2 separate regions of the Bos taurus genome follow, and region 1 is linked to region 2. The links are chromatin contacts, called in public Hi-C maps. All regions are on one chromosome and are shown on one strand. Each heading gives the region's core, a stretch centred on a gene start, on an enhancer-like site or on the middle of the called end of the contact. The rest is flanking DNA. Distances are from core to core; before and after follow the strand shown. Region 1 overlaps NDST1 (N-deacetylase and N-sulfotransferase 1). Region 2 overlaps LOC112447454 (a long non-coding RNA gene).

Evidence for each region. A called contact is a pair of places that touch in the nucleus more often than the background predicts.
Region 1: a contact with region 2 is called in a Hi-C map of liver, with 2.6 times the contacts expected there. The contact joins two enhancer-like sites. A contact is called at or near these places in 2 of 11 Hi-C or Micro-C datasets (liver and skeletal muscle).

What each region holds. Positions count from the first base shown.
Region 1 is chr7:61,833,561-61,840,729 of ARS-UCD2.0, reverse strand. The region is part of intron 2 of NDST1 (N-deacetylase and N-sulfotransferase 1); the gene reads right to left. Among named protein-coding and RNA genes, the nearest start is that of NDST1, 22 kb to the right of the region's middle. Within about 2 kb of position 3,014, at least 53 of the 102 cell types and tissues checked have an H3K27ac peak or open chromatin away from gene starts, as enhancers often do. A contact at or near this core is called in liver and skeletal muscle, where this site is marked.
Region 2 is chr7:61,790,053-61,797,059 of ARS-UCD2.0, reverse strand. LOC112447454 (a long non-coding RNA gene) reads left to right here. Exons shown (of 4, transcript XR_009495308.1): 3 at 1,524-1,661; 4 at 6,996-7,007. Among named protein-coding and RNA genes, the nearest start is that of RPS14, 15 kb to the right of the region's middle. Within about 2 kb of position 2,554, at least 8 of the 102 cell types and tissues checked have an H3K27ac peak or open chromatin away from gene starts, as enhancers often do. A contact at or near this core is called in liver and skeletal muscle, where this site is marked.

The sequences.
Region 1 (7,169 bases), core at 1,765-4,264, 43 kb before region 2:
TGATGGCAAAAGGGTACATTTCATCCACTCTCCCATCTCCTGCAGGAAGCAGGATGGGGCAGGCAGCAGCTGGGAGGCAGGATGGCTCGCCACCCCACCCCTCATCCCTTCTGGAAGTCTTGGGGCCTCAGCGCCTGCAACAGCTGGCCTTAGGCAAATAGAAGACTAAGTTGTTTACTGGCAAAAAAAAAAAAAGAACTTCCAACTTCTTGAAAAACAGCACATTTGAGGGACTTCCCTGGCAGTTCAGTGATTAAGACTCTGCACAGTTTCAATCCCTGGTTGATGCGCTAAGATCCCACACGCTGCATGGTGTGGCAAAATAAAAAAGAAAAAGTCCATTAAAAAACAAAACACGTTTTAGTGACACTACGCCTGTGGAAATGGCAGCCCACCCCAGTACTCTTGCCTGGGAAATCCCACGGACAGAGGAGCCTGACAGGCTACAGTCCATGGAGTCGCAAAGAGTTGGACACGACTGAATGGCTGAACTCAGCATGGGGCATGCACACCCACTGGCTACCTTTGTAGCTTATACTTCAAGCTCCGGCCTCAGGTGGGTGAACACAGTCCCATAGCTGACCTCCCTCCCTCATTTAGCTCCCTGATGGCTCAACAAGTAAAGAATCTACCTACAATGCAGGAGTCACAGGAGATGCAAGCTCAATCCCTGGGTCAGGAAGATCCCCAGAGAAGCAAATGGTAATCCACTCAGTATTCTTGCCTGAAAATTCTATGGACAGAGAAGCCTGGTGGGCTACAGTCCACTGGGTCACAAAAAGAGCTTCTCTGGTGGCTCAGTGGTAAAGAATCCACCTGCCAATGGAGGAGACACAGGTTCAATCCCTGATCTGGGAATATCCCACAGTCAGGGCAACTAAGCCTGTGTGCCACAATTATTGAGCCTGTGCTCTAGAGCCAGGGAGCCATAACAATTGAGCCAACATGCCTCAATTACTGAAGCCTGCAAGCCCTAAAGCCCATGCTCCGCAACAAGATAAGCCACTACAATGAGAAGCCCTCATACCACAACTAGAGAGTGGCCCCTTAAAACCACAACTAGAGAAAAACACACACAGCAACGAAGATCCGGCACAGCCAAAAATAAAATAATAAATAAAAAGTAAAAAGCAACAAAGGGTTGCAAAGAGTGGAACACAACTGAGCAATTAAGCACTTAAGTGCACACACTCACACACACATACCAACCCCTGAGCACACCCGAGCATGCAGTCCAGGAGAAGCAGACTTGAGTGTTTCTACACATGGCTCTGTACCCTGGAGCCTGCAGATGGCAGCAGGACCGGAACTTATGACCTGTGCCCGGCAGTGTGCTAAGCACTTTTACATACTTTATCTCAATTAATCCTTACAACTAATACTGTCATTCACATTTACAGTTGCAGAAAATAAGGCTCAGAGATGTTAAGCCACTTAAACCACACAGCTAGTCAGTGGCAGAAATGAAATCTGAACCCAAACCCCATGAAATGGTGATGGCTCCAGAGCCTATAGGGGAATCTTGGCAGGGACAGGGGAGAGCATGAGGGGACCTCAGCTACCAAGCCCTCAACCAAGCCTCCAACTGTGCTCTTTCAGCCCTAGGCCCAGCTTTCCCTGCCAAGGTGCTGGGGATAATGAATGAGATGCTCTGGTTGTCATGGAGATGCCATGGCAACGCTGCACTTTCGGGAAATACCACGGTAACTGTGGCCACTGCTCTGTTCAAAGTCACTCATGACCCCACCCCCCACTCCAAAATGCTCAGGTGCCCCCAGAATCCTCTCTAGGACGCAAAGAGAAAAGAGGCAGAAGCTACAAGGAACTTCTCAGAAACCAAGTTGTCTAGAGAGGAGGACTGGGGAGGAGGTTGAGCTCTGCCCTGGATGGACAGGTGGGCTCTGAAGTGAGACCAAGAGCCCCCTGAGCCTTTGACGGTGAAGTGCACCTAACAACCCAGCTCCCGTGCACTTGCTGCCTCCATGTGCAGCAGCCTCCCATGAAGAGCTGCATGCATCATGCTGTGTCATCCCAAACATCTGTGGGGCAGTGATGCAGTAGCTGCTAGCATCCTTGTTAAAGGTCTTTGTGCAAATCTCTCCACCTCTCTGAGTCTCAGTTTCCCCAGCGTAAAATGGGGTTTATACTACTTATCTATCTTGCAGGGCTATTGCCAAGACTGAGAGAGATGATCTGTGTAAAACTGCTCAGTGCCTGGCACATGGTGATTACAGGCTAACAAGATGATTATTCACTTAATGGATTTGGAAACTGAAACTCAAGAAAGAACTGGCCAAAGACCACATATCAAATTGATAGTGGATCCAGAAACAGGAAGAGAGGTCAGGTTTGGGCGCACACTGGAAGTCGGGAACAAGCAGATGATCCATTCTCTGCTTCCTCATTTGGTTCCTACCGAGCCCCGACAGGTACCAAGCAGGGCACTGGGCACTGAAGGTGCAGGCCTTTGGGCTCCACGGTCCTAGGTCTCTGGCGTGCTGCTGCTGCTGCAGGCTGAATGGAGGCCAGGACCCAGAGCCCCGCACGGTCACCCAGCCCAGATTTTATTTCCTGCCTGGGTCACTCCTGACCATGCCCCCTACTTCCTCCACACTCACAGGCACATGAATGGACAAGCAAACTTACATGGTGCTGAGATGTTCAAATGGGTCAACACGGGCCTCTGGGCCACAGGCACAAGGATGGGGTGGGGAGTTGAGAAGAAGTGCGGGGAGAGCCCGCAAACAGGCTCAAAAGTATGTGAATGGGCATTCAGCCTCAGGGAGGAGAAGTGGCTGCTGGCTGGCCACTGGGAGCCCCACACGCAATCCCAGGGCCGTTCCCCACAGCTGACTCGGCCCCTCCCAGCCTGTCACACCCCCAGCATAGTCACACCACCACCCATTACCCAGCCACACCCCACAGTCACTCTGTTCCACCAGCTACCCTGCCCCAGCCTGCCCCACCCACCACATGTATAGCAAAGAAAATCCTTCACATTTGCTTCCCAGCTGTGCAGGAGTTTCTCTGGCGCAATCACACCCTTGGGAGGCCGAGACCAGAAGCAAATCCCTTCCTCTGCTGGAATCTGCCGCACGCCCCACCCCCCACAGCCCCGCAGTGCCGCCTGGCTGGGGGCCAAAGGGCTGCCTATCCGTCACCCTGGAGTCCACGGTTGCCACCAAGGGACGGTCGGCAGTCTGGCTGAAGGGTCTCAGGATTGCAGAGTGTATGGCCCACCCTGCAGTGAGCACACGGGGACACGGAGGCCCAGAGAGATGAAAGGACCACCTCGGGTTGCCCTGCCAGGCCTGCCCCACCCCCACCTGCCTTGGCCCATTTTCTTATCCACAAAGAAAGCCTACACATCCTCCTCCAAGGCCAGCCTCAGCTGAGAGTTGACTCTACCAGCTCTGAATTTCAGAAGTCCTGGATGAGCTCTCCTGCCCTGTACCATGGCAGGGCATGCAGGGCCAGACTGATGTGCCAGAGATGTCAGCTGCAATCAAGACTAGCACACTGGGCCCCAACTTCACCAAAAGCTTTCCAAGACAGAAGTGATCACCCACCCATGGTAGGTACATAAGAGTGAAGAACCCCTGCCAATGACCTTTCCCTTTTTCAATCTGCTACAAGGAACTGCCAAGCTAAACGTATTAAAGCATGAACTCTCATGTATTAGACATGATATGCCTGTACTACATGCTATTATTTACCCCTCACTACACCACTATGAACAACATTCCCTTCATTTGACAGATGAGGAAACCAAGGCCCAGAGCAGTCTGGGGCTTGCTAACGAGTGGCAACTGGGAATCTCCCCAGCCCATCCATCCTTCAGCAGCACGTGCCCTCCAAGTCCACTGAGGACAGCTGACACAGGCCAGCGCCTGCACACCCCGTCCTCTGTTCCCTTCAAATGCTGCACTTTCTGTTTTTGTTTTCAAGCATCTTATGTGTCTTTTAACATCAAAAGCAGCCTCTCACGATCCTGCCTGCAAGCAGACCCACAAATCACGCATCAATCAACAAGCAAACAAACCATAAAGCACTGGTTCACTCCCCAGCACCCAACCTAGGATCTGTTCTGGGTTCCCCAGAGGGGAATGCCCAACAAAAATCTCAAGAACCAAGACCTCCTACTTGTTGAGAATTTGTCTTTCTTCCGCAAGGCCTGAGTTGAGAGTGTACCTTTGCACCAGCTCTGAAAATAGGGTTTACTGAGCAAACAAACAAGACAGCAGGGCAGCAAAGTGGGGAGTGAGAGGGCGCAGGAGCAGCTGCCCTTTGGCCCCACTGGAGCTCTCAGGCAAACCAAGGCGGGCAGGACCCTCACGGAGTACGCTCTTCATTAGCCCACAGAGCTCCTCAAAATAGGGCTGTCTCCACCCAACGCCCAAATCCACCTATGCAGTCAAATTCATTCCCAGCTATTTCTCTTAGGCTTGGATCACTGGCACTTGGGGGAAAGAAAAAAAAAAAAACAGTAAGATATTTCTTTGCAAATATCCTAACCTCCCTCGCTGATGGCAGCCGACACTGACTGAACTCCTGGTACCCTGCCAGCCAGACGCTGGCTTCCCCTGATTCATCACACCCAATCCTCACACCCTGAGAGGTGGTGTCACTGATACGTGCACTTCACAGAGGGGAAATCTATGCTCAGAGAGGGGATGAAGCAACTGACTCAAAGTCACACAGCTGGGCAAGGGCAGAGCTAGGACTACCCGAAGCCGGCCCACTTGGAGCCCCAGCCTCTGTGCAGCTGCCCAGCACTCCACACCATTCCTAAACTAGGTCTGCAGCCCAGAACCTACCCAGGGACGGGTAGGTTCCTGCTCCCTGCAGGTGACCGGCCCCAGTTGCCTCAATGCAGGCTGATCGGCATCCCTAGCAACAGGAAAGCCTTCCTTCATGGACAGATGAGGCACCACAGGTCCCCAGAGAGGCAGGACCTCAGCCTGAGGGTCCTGACCATCCCCTGCCCCATCCCAGACAGGCAGAGAACCCACAACATGAGACAGGAAGGCTGCCTCCATGCCCCAGGCAGAGGCCTCGTGTTGAGGAAGAGGAGAGCTGGGTGGTGAGGGTCAGAAGCAGGAGATCTGAGTTAACAAGGCCAACTCGAAGGATCATGGGGACCAGCATGCCTCACAGGTCTGCTACACACCAGATACTACGGCAAGCACCGCCCAACCATGATCTCAGTTATTCGTCGTTTTCTTTCAAGGAAGTACATACGAGTTTACCGTTATTCCTTCCTCCCCGTCTGCCAGCCTTGCAGGGGAGCTGGGAAACGCTGGCCAACCCCAGCCCCTGCCCACCTTCTCTTGCCCATCCCAGGTTGCCATATGACCCCTGGACAGATCCTGAGAAACATGTGTACTCAGGATGGGATGGGGGCCTCCAACTCCTGGAGGAAGTAGCAAACTCCACATGGGCCTGGAGTACCATCAGCATCCCAGTGTGTCCACCGGCTCCCTCTGGGCAATATCTTTCCTTCTCTGAGCCTGTTCCTCAACTGGACAGCAAGGGGTACAGATTAGATCAGAAGTTTGTGACCTCTGGGGGTTACGGCACCCTTTGAGAATCTCATGAAGGCTGTCAGCAGACTCTCTGCAGACAGATGCCACATTCCACACAAACTCACAGAGACTGTGAACGACCCTCTCCCCAAAAGTCAAGTTAAGAACATAGAGGGATCCCTAGTGGTCCAGTGGCTAAGACTCCGTGCTCCCAATGCAGGGGGCCCAGGTTCGATCCCTGGTCAGGGAACTAGATCCCACATGCCCCAATTAAGACCTGGCACAGCCAAAACAAAGAACGAACACAGAAAGTCTGCAGCAGCCTTTTGACTCTGACAAGCCATATCCTCACCATCTAGACAGGACTGAAGCCACGAAGGTATCGTCAGAGCACCCGGGGACCTCACCACCCCAGCGCCCGCAGGGCCTGTGGTAAATCTTTAACTCCCAGACCTGCTGGCCTCAGGTGGATTTGTGGACTTGCTGAGCTGTCAGGAGAAGCTCAGAGAGAAGCTGAGCCCGTCCTTTCCACCCCTCAGCCACACTCTCCTTCTCCTCAGTCAGGAGTCTGCCAGGTTGGCCCTGGGCTGTCTCCCTGGGGCAGTCCTGGTAGTGGAGATCCTTGAGGTACCCGCTTCTGGTCCTGTATGCAGACAGGACCCCCAGGGCCAGGCGTGGGGGCCACTGCTGCACCCCAGGCCCCGTCCTGCGTGGTATGAGCATGAACACACTGTGGGCACGCACACATCAGAAAGACCGGGGAGGACTGCACAGGAGGGCGGACACACGAGGCTGTGGTCAGATGGGGCAGGAAGGCCGGGAGAAAATGACAGCACCCACCAGAGCTCCAGGCAGCCACTCAGCTCCGCTCCGCTTTATGTCGCCGTGTCCTTGTAATGGCTCCCTGCTCCTCACTTAACACAGCCGCGCCTAATCCCAGAGCCAGGACAAATGGCATTACTGTCAGCCCAGTCCCCTCCCTGGGAGGGGGTGGCCCGAGGGCACCCCGCGCCACCAACCATATTCCCGGAAGCCTCCAGGCCTCCCCCATACTGCATCCCTTGCCAGAGGCCACCAATCCCTACCATCCTGAACCTCAGGAAGAGGATGCCTCGTCTGACTCCATCCCACGCCAGGGGACCCTACAGCAGGCAGGGACCCCGCACCCTCACCCCCGCCCTGAGAGAGGTGGCTTCCACAGAAGAGGAGAAAGTATGTCCCTGACCCTATGCCGATGGCCCTCACGTTCCTTTCAAGGGTGGCAGCCCGGAGTGGATGAGCCCTTGCCGTCAGCAAGGGTAACTGGGCTCTGACTGCAGCTCTGCCTGACTTCCTATGTGATCAAAGCAGGGCCCGTCCCCCAATCCAAATCTCAGTTTCCCCACCTGTCCTGAGATGAAGAGGAAGCAGGACTGATAGCCCCTACAGGGCCAGCAGGTGGTCAAAGTGCCTCATTTTGGCCCCCACCCCAGCTGCCAGGCCCTTGTCACTGCCCCCACCAACCCCAACAGAGGAGAAAGAAGGATAACTGCCAGAGCGTGGAGGCTCTAGAGCAGAAAAGGGCCTTAACAAAGCCCAGAGAGGAGAGGCAATTGGGCCATGGTCACATAAGCAGCTGGACAAGGGCCAGGCTAGCCTGGGTTT
Region 2 (7,007 bases), core at 1,305-3,804:
GAGACAGGCACACAAAGAGGGGCGAACGAGTTGGCTGGGCTCGGAGATAATCCCGTTTCTCCTCTTTATTTGTGAAACTAATAATTACTATTAATACCTGGCCCCTCCCTGGCCCTTTCATCCAGGCTGGTGGGGAAATTTCAAAGATGAAAGTCCAGGGAGAGGGAGGTGGTGCTCTCAGAGGCAGATACCAAGGCTTCACAAGCACTAATTAAACTTGGCAGCCCCTTCCAGGTGGGAGCACTCCCTGGGCCTGGCCCGCCTCCCCTCCTCTGCAGGAGGCTCACTAACTGCAGCAGGGGGGTGGGGCGGTCAGCAGAGACAGTCGTGGGGGAGGTGCCAGAAAGAGGAACCTCACACCAGGTGGCACTGAAACCCAGGAGCCCGGCCCCCAACTGAAATTACAGCCCCATCCCAGAAGCCGCCCTCCCCCCTAGCCCGGGACCAGGGTCTGTGTCCCCGGGGCCATCTGCCAGATGGTGGTGGGGGAAGCGCTCCTGGGAAGGAAGGTCTCAGCAGACAAAGAGGCAGAGTCAGCAAGTCCGGCTCCTCCACGTGGCCCCAGGGCCACCTGAATCCTGGTCTTTCACATCCTCAGGGGCCATTTCCTTGCACCACCCTCACAGAGGCCGCCCCTCTCCACCAGTCATCAATACATCCAGAAGGCTGCCCATCACACCTGAAGCCATGGGGCTTTCCTCACAGTCTCCCATTATTGAGCTGCCTGGACTTTGGGCTGAGTGAGCTCATCCAGTCCCTTGACATTAAGTTCAATCTAGGGACTTCCCTGGTGGTCCAGTGTTTAAGACTCCATGCTCCCAAAGCAGGGGATCCAGGTTCAATTCCTGGTCAGGGAACTAGATCCCACATGCTGCAACTAAGAGTGTGCGTGCTGCAACAAAGACAGATCCCAAGCACTGCAACTAAGTCTAGGTGCAGCCAAATAAATAAATATTTTTAAACTAATAAGTAATAAGCACAATATACAGACTCCTGACTGACTCACTGGAAAAGACCCTGATGCCAGGAAAGATTGAAGGCAGGAGGAGGAGAAGGGGGTGACAGGATGAGATGGTTGGATGGCATCACTGATTCAAGGGACATGACTTTGAGCAAACTCCTGGAGATACTGAAGGACAGGGAAGCCTGGTGTGCTGCAGTCCATGCGATCACAAAGAGTCGGACGCTATCTAGCGACTGAACAATGAACAACAGAGGCTCTGGAGATTATTTCAGCGGCCTCAACCTTTCCAACGAGCCCCAACTGCCTGCCCCATCTTTCTACTAGGATTTCACAGGGATGGCTTCAAAAATAACAGAGCCTGACCTTGTTTCCCATCTTCCACCCAGCTCAGGCCCTCCCCCAGGCTCTCCCACCTTGGGAAATGGCCCCACTGTCCACCCGTTGCTCATGCTTGGAACCTGGAATCATCCTCACCCCTGCATGCAATCCATCTGAAAATCCTGCTGATTCTACTTCCAAAGTACCTCTCAAACCTAGATACTGTCCTCCACCTTTGCAGCTGCCAGCATGCTCTGAGCCACCATCTTCTCTCACCTGTGTGGTCATCTTCACCCGAATCCTAAACAAAGCCAGAGTGGACTTTGAAACGCAAATCACACTGTGCAAGCCCTACTTAAAGCTCCTCTCCCTTCTTACGGTATGTAGATGATAATACACACCCCTCACCAGAGTCATCAGACACCCTCTCCCCCCACCCCCCAACTCCGCCCCAGGGATGACCTCCCCTCCCTCCCCTCTCCCCCCAAGCCCCCCATCTCCCTGCAGTCGCTCAACACTTTTCCGCCTTGGCAGCTTTTGCATGAGCTGTAGCCTCTGCTTCAACTGTTTCTCTGCCCGCCTCATGGTTGCACCTTCTGACCCTGAGTCCTGTTGCTGCCCTTCTAAGACTGAGGCTCCCTCACCAACCCCCCAACCTTCTTGGGTCTGCTTATCAGCTGGCTAACTCCGGCTGTCTCCCTGACAGCCTCCATGTCTGTTACCAGTTGCTTTATTGTTCACCAATGCCCAGCACGGTGCCTGGCACATGGTAGTAGGTGTTCAACAAACATGCTAAATGGATAAATGCCCAGGATTCGTATCCCAGTACCACCAACCCATTGGACTCTGTTCTTCCATTCAGAGTGACTCAGAGCAAGTCCTTCACCAGTGGGTCCTGCCACGTGGCTGGTATCTGTCCTAGGACGCCTGGTGGCAATCACTATTTACTCCACTTTGAACCAGCCAAGTGACCTTGGGCATGGCACTAACCTTCTTCTGTCTCAGTTCCACTTTGGAGAAGTAATAGTCTGAGCTCCTGAGCTGTGACAAGGCCCTAAGGGAGAATGTACACTAAAGCCGAATCACAGCCGTGTCCCAAGTAGATATCCTGACAAACGTGAAGATTTACACACACGCTGACTTACGTTTACACTCCCCAAGCAAGCTCGGGGCTCGGATATTACAAAGCTTACCGCCGCCCCACTCCTCACTCCAGTGTACCAGCCCCAGCCAAAGCCTTTCTGTCCCCCCAGAGGCCTGGTGATCGGGCGCCATCTAGTGGACACCCAGGGGAAAGACATCATTCCAGCCCTCTGCAGTCCTCACGGTGGGCGGGGCAGCTCCCTGGGACCCCACCCTGACCATCCTCAGTTCAGTTCAGTTCAGTCGCTCCGTCGTGTCCGACTCTTTGTGACCCCATGAATTGCATCACGCCAGGCCTCCCTGTCCATCACCAACTCCTGGAGCTCACTCAAACTCATGTCCATTGAGCTAGTGATGCCATCCAGCCGTCTCATCCTCTGTCGTCCCCTTTTCCTCCTGCCCTCAATCCCTCCCAGCATCAGCGTCTTTTCTAATGAGTCAACTCTTCGCATGAGGTGGCCAAAGTACTGGAGTTTCAGCTTTAGCATCATTCCTTCCAAAGAAATCCCAGGACTGATCTCCTTTAGAACGGACTGGTTGGATCTCCTGCAGTCCAAGGGACTCTCAAGAGTCTTCTCCAACACCACATCTCAAAAGCATCAATTCTTCGGTGCTCAGCCTTCTTCACAGTCCAACTCTCACATCCATACAGGACTACTGGAAAAACCACAGCCTTGACTAGACAGACCTTTGTTGGCAAAGTAATGTCTCTGCTTTTGAATATGCTATCTAGGTTGGTCATAACTTTCCTCCAAGGAGTAAGCATCTTTTAATTCATGGCTGCAATCACCATCTGCAGTGATTTTGGAGCCCCAAAAAATAAAGTCTGACACTGTTTCCACTGTTTCCCCATCTATTTCCCATGAAGTGATGGGACCAGATGCCATGATCTCAGTTTTCTGAATGTTGAGCTTTAAGCCAACTTTTTCACTCTCCTCTTTCACTTTCATCAAGAGGCTTTTGAGTTCCTCTTCACTTTCTGCCATAAGAGTGGCGTCATCTGCATATCTGAGGTTATTCATATTTCTCCCGGCAATCTTGATTCCAGCTTGTGCTTCTTCCAGTCCAGCGTTTCTCATGATGTACTCTGCATACAAGTTAAATAAGCAGGGTGACAATATACAGCCTTGATGTACTCCTTTTCCTATTTGGAACCAGTCTGTTGTTCCATGTCCAGTTCTAACTGTTGCTTCCTGACCTGCATACAAGTTTCTCAAGAGGCAGGTCAGGTGGTCTGGTATTCCCATCTCTTTCAGAATTTTCCACAGTTTATTGTGATCCACACAGTCAAAGGCTTTGGCATAGTCAATAAAGCAGAAATAGATGCTTTTCTGGAACTCTCTTGCTTTTTCCATGATCCAGCGGATGTTGGCAATTTGATCTCTGGTTCCTCTGCCTTTTCTAAAACCAGCTCGAACATCTGGCGGTTTACGGTTCACGTATTGCTGAAGCCTAGCTTGAAGAATTTTGAGCTTTACTTTACTAGCGTGTGAGAGGAGTGCAATTGTGCGGTAGTTTGAGCATTCTTTGGCACTGCCTTTCTTTGGGACCATCCTCACCCAGCAGAAATGGCTAGGCCTAGGAGTGGAGGAGCTGCTCATTGCCCGTCAAGGCCCTCAGCCTCTCCCCAACAGCACAGAGGCCTAACCCCGAAGCCCTGAGGGCCCACCTCCCCACACTTCAAGCTTCCCACAGGCTGTTATCTCAGCCTGGGAGCTCTCCCCACCTTCTTCTTTCTGTCTTGGCTGACCCTTGCTCGTCCTCTGCACCCCTACTCTAGGCACCTGCCTGGAGGCCCCTGACCAAGCCAGAGCTGCCCCCGGGGACCCCATAGGCCCCCTCACCGCCTGTTGCTAAACCTGATGCACACACTGTTGTTTCTTGCCCGTATTTATCCTTTGTTGTTACTGTTCAGTCGCTCAGTCGTGTCTGACCCTTTGTGACCCCATGGATTGCAGCACACCAGGCCTCCCTGTCCATCACCAACTCCCGGAGCTTGCTCAAACTCATGTCCATTGAGCTAGTGATGCCATCCAACCATCTCATCCTCTGTTGCCCCCTTCTCCTCCTGCCCTCAATCTTTCCCAGCATCATGGTCTTTTCAAATGAGTTAGTTCTTCGCATCAGGTGGCCAAAGTATTGGAGCTTCAGCTTCAGCATCAGTCCTGCCAATGAATATTCAGGATTGATTTCCTTTAAGATTGGCTGGTTTGATCTCCTCGCTGTCCAAAGGACTCTCAAGAGTCTTCTCCAACACCATAGTTCAAAAGCATCAGTTCTTCGGTCCTCAGCCTTCTTTATGGTCCAACTCTCACATCTATATTCCTCCTTAGACAAAGACTTTTTTTTAGCATTTGTTTTGTACAATATTTTTTTCTGTGCTGTGGGAACCTTAATTCTCTGACTAGGGATCAAACCCACGCCCCCTGCAGTGGAATCATGGAGTCCTAACCAATGAACCCCCTGGGAAGTCCTAGACAAAGACAATGATAGCAGACCCTGTAACTCTCCCCTCTGTATGCTAAGTACTGGCAGAGTTCAGTCCCATAAGCTCAGGTGAGTTCTGTAAAAATCCAAAGCAGGTGGGTCACAACCGGTGGAAGATGGAAACTGAGGGTTTCCAGGAAGGATTCAGGGTGCTGCTTCAGGCTGGGCCCCATCTTTGAGCCCCAGCTCCCACTGAGCTGCAGTTACTCTCTGACGTCCGGCAATGTTTCTCTGGTGAGCTAACACTCCCTCTCTGGGCCACAGCTTCCTCTGCCCACTATCCCCCTTGCTCCCTCCAGCAGAACTTCCCTCCAAAGAATGAAGCCCACGGGCAAATTAAAATACACTCTGCTGCGAAGAAAGGGAAGCAGGGGGGCTTCCAGGTTGTGCTCCAGGGTGCAGGAATAGGCTTGGATTTCTCGAGGTTAATTCCCAGTTCCTCTTTCATCCACTCGACAAATACGTTAAAAAAAAAAAAAAAAGCCTGGATCTGAGATTAAAAGTATTGGGGCTCTGGAGTCAGACTGTCTGGGCCGCAGTCCCAGTACCACTGTTGACGGCTGTTGGCTGCTAACTAGTTTCCTTAGCTGTAAAATGAGGGGACAAACATTGCTGCTTCGCAGAGTTATCGGGAGGATTCAATGAGAATATACATGCAAGTCATGGGCACGGGGTCTGACTTTAGTGCGTCTTTGATGGAAGGGCTTGGTGCCGCCGTCATTCATGGAATAGCTGCAGTGCTGGGTCACTGGTCTCACGCTGCCTTTCTCCTCCACCTGGCACCCAGGGCCTCCCTTGGCCCAGCACTCTGCTCCCTATGGGCCCTAGGCAGCCCCTCCCCAGCGCCCCCGTCGACAGAACACCTACAGCGGAACCCTTCTCTGAAAGCGCTCGTCTTGCCCTGGGATGTCTGCTCTCCTCTGAGGACAACGCATTCCCCTGCAGGCCTCCCAGTGGCTTTCTCTTCTACAGCCTGGGGACAGGAGAGAAAAGGGAAGAGGGGAGAGAGAAACCACGGGCTGTTCTCCCTGCTCTTCATTGTCCCTTTCAGGCCGTTCTCTGTCCCTCCTCCCCAAAGGATGCCCGTTTTGAATCCTGTCTCCGCACTGCAGCACCCAGGCCTCCACCTCGGGGCAGACGTCTTCCACCCTCTGGGCCACAGCCTCCCGTCTCTGAGGGCTTGCCCCTGGCCGCGGTACCACCCTCAACCAGTTTGTTCCTGTTGTAGTTCCTGGTTATTCCAATATTCACAGAGATGCTGCTGCCATCACCCAGGCCTCTGGTCCCTTGACCTGTCCCTAAGGATATTATCCCCTCCGCCCCAATGTCAACCACTCACTGCCAAGGTCTGAAACTCCGCCCCAAACTGTTATCTCAATCTCATGCCCCCCGCACCCCCATCCTTGACCTCCATCTCAAAGTATCAGCTGGTACCTGGACTTCAGCCCTCCCTTGCCCCATTGGGCCCTCAAATCCATTTTTCCCACCATCTTCCTGCTGTCCCTCACCCCTGATGCTCTCTCTACCCCAGTTACCCCAGTTTTAGCACCTGCTCAGTGGCAGTCACAGTTTTGATACATTCACCTTCCAATCCCCTGTTCCTCTCCCAAGTTGTCTTCTCTTGGCAAAACTGCAACCCCAGTGAAATCCAACCCTCTGCTGACCCTTTGCCTACATCCAAGCAGCTGAACATGGCTGAGAAAACATCGAGTGGACCTTTAAGCAAGGCCCAGAATCACCCTCTCTTCCCTCTAGCTCTTGGTGAAGTTTCAAACCTTCTCTCACCACCAAACTTCAATATTCGCCCACCCCCAGCCTCACATCTGTTCTCGCCCCACTTCCCTGACTAGAACATTGTCAGGCTCCACTCCCACGTGCTCACCCTCCAGCCCCACCCCTCTCCCCGTTTGCACAGATCGGCTATCCACGCTCCTCTCTAAAGCTGCTACCTCCATCTGTGCACTAGAGTCGGTCACCTCTTCCTACTCAGGGACACAGCTCCATCAGCTTTTTCCACTCTCTACTAGACCATTCCCACTGGCATACAAATATCTGTTACTGATATTTTTCTGTTTTATTAAAGTAGGAAGAAGAA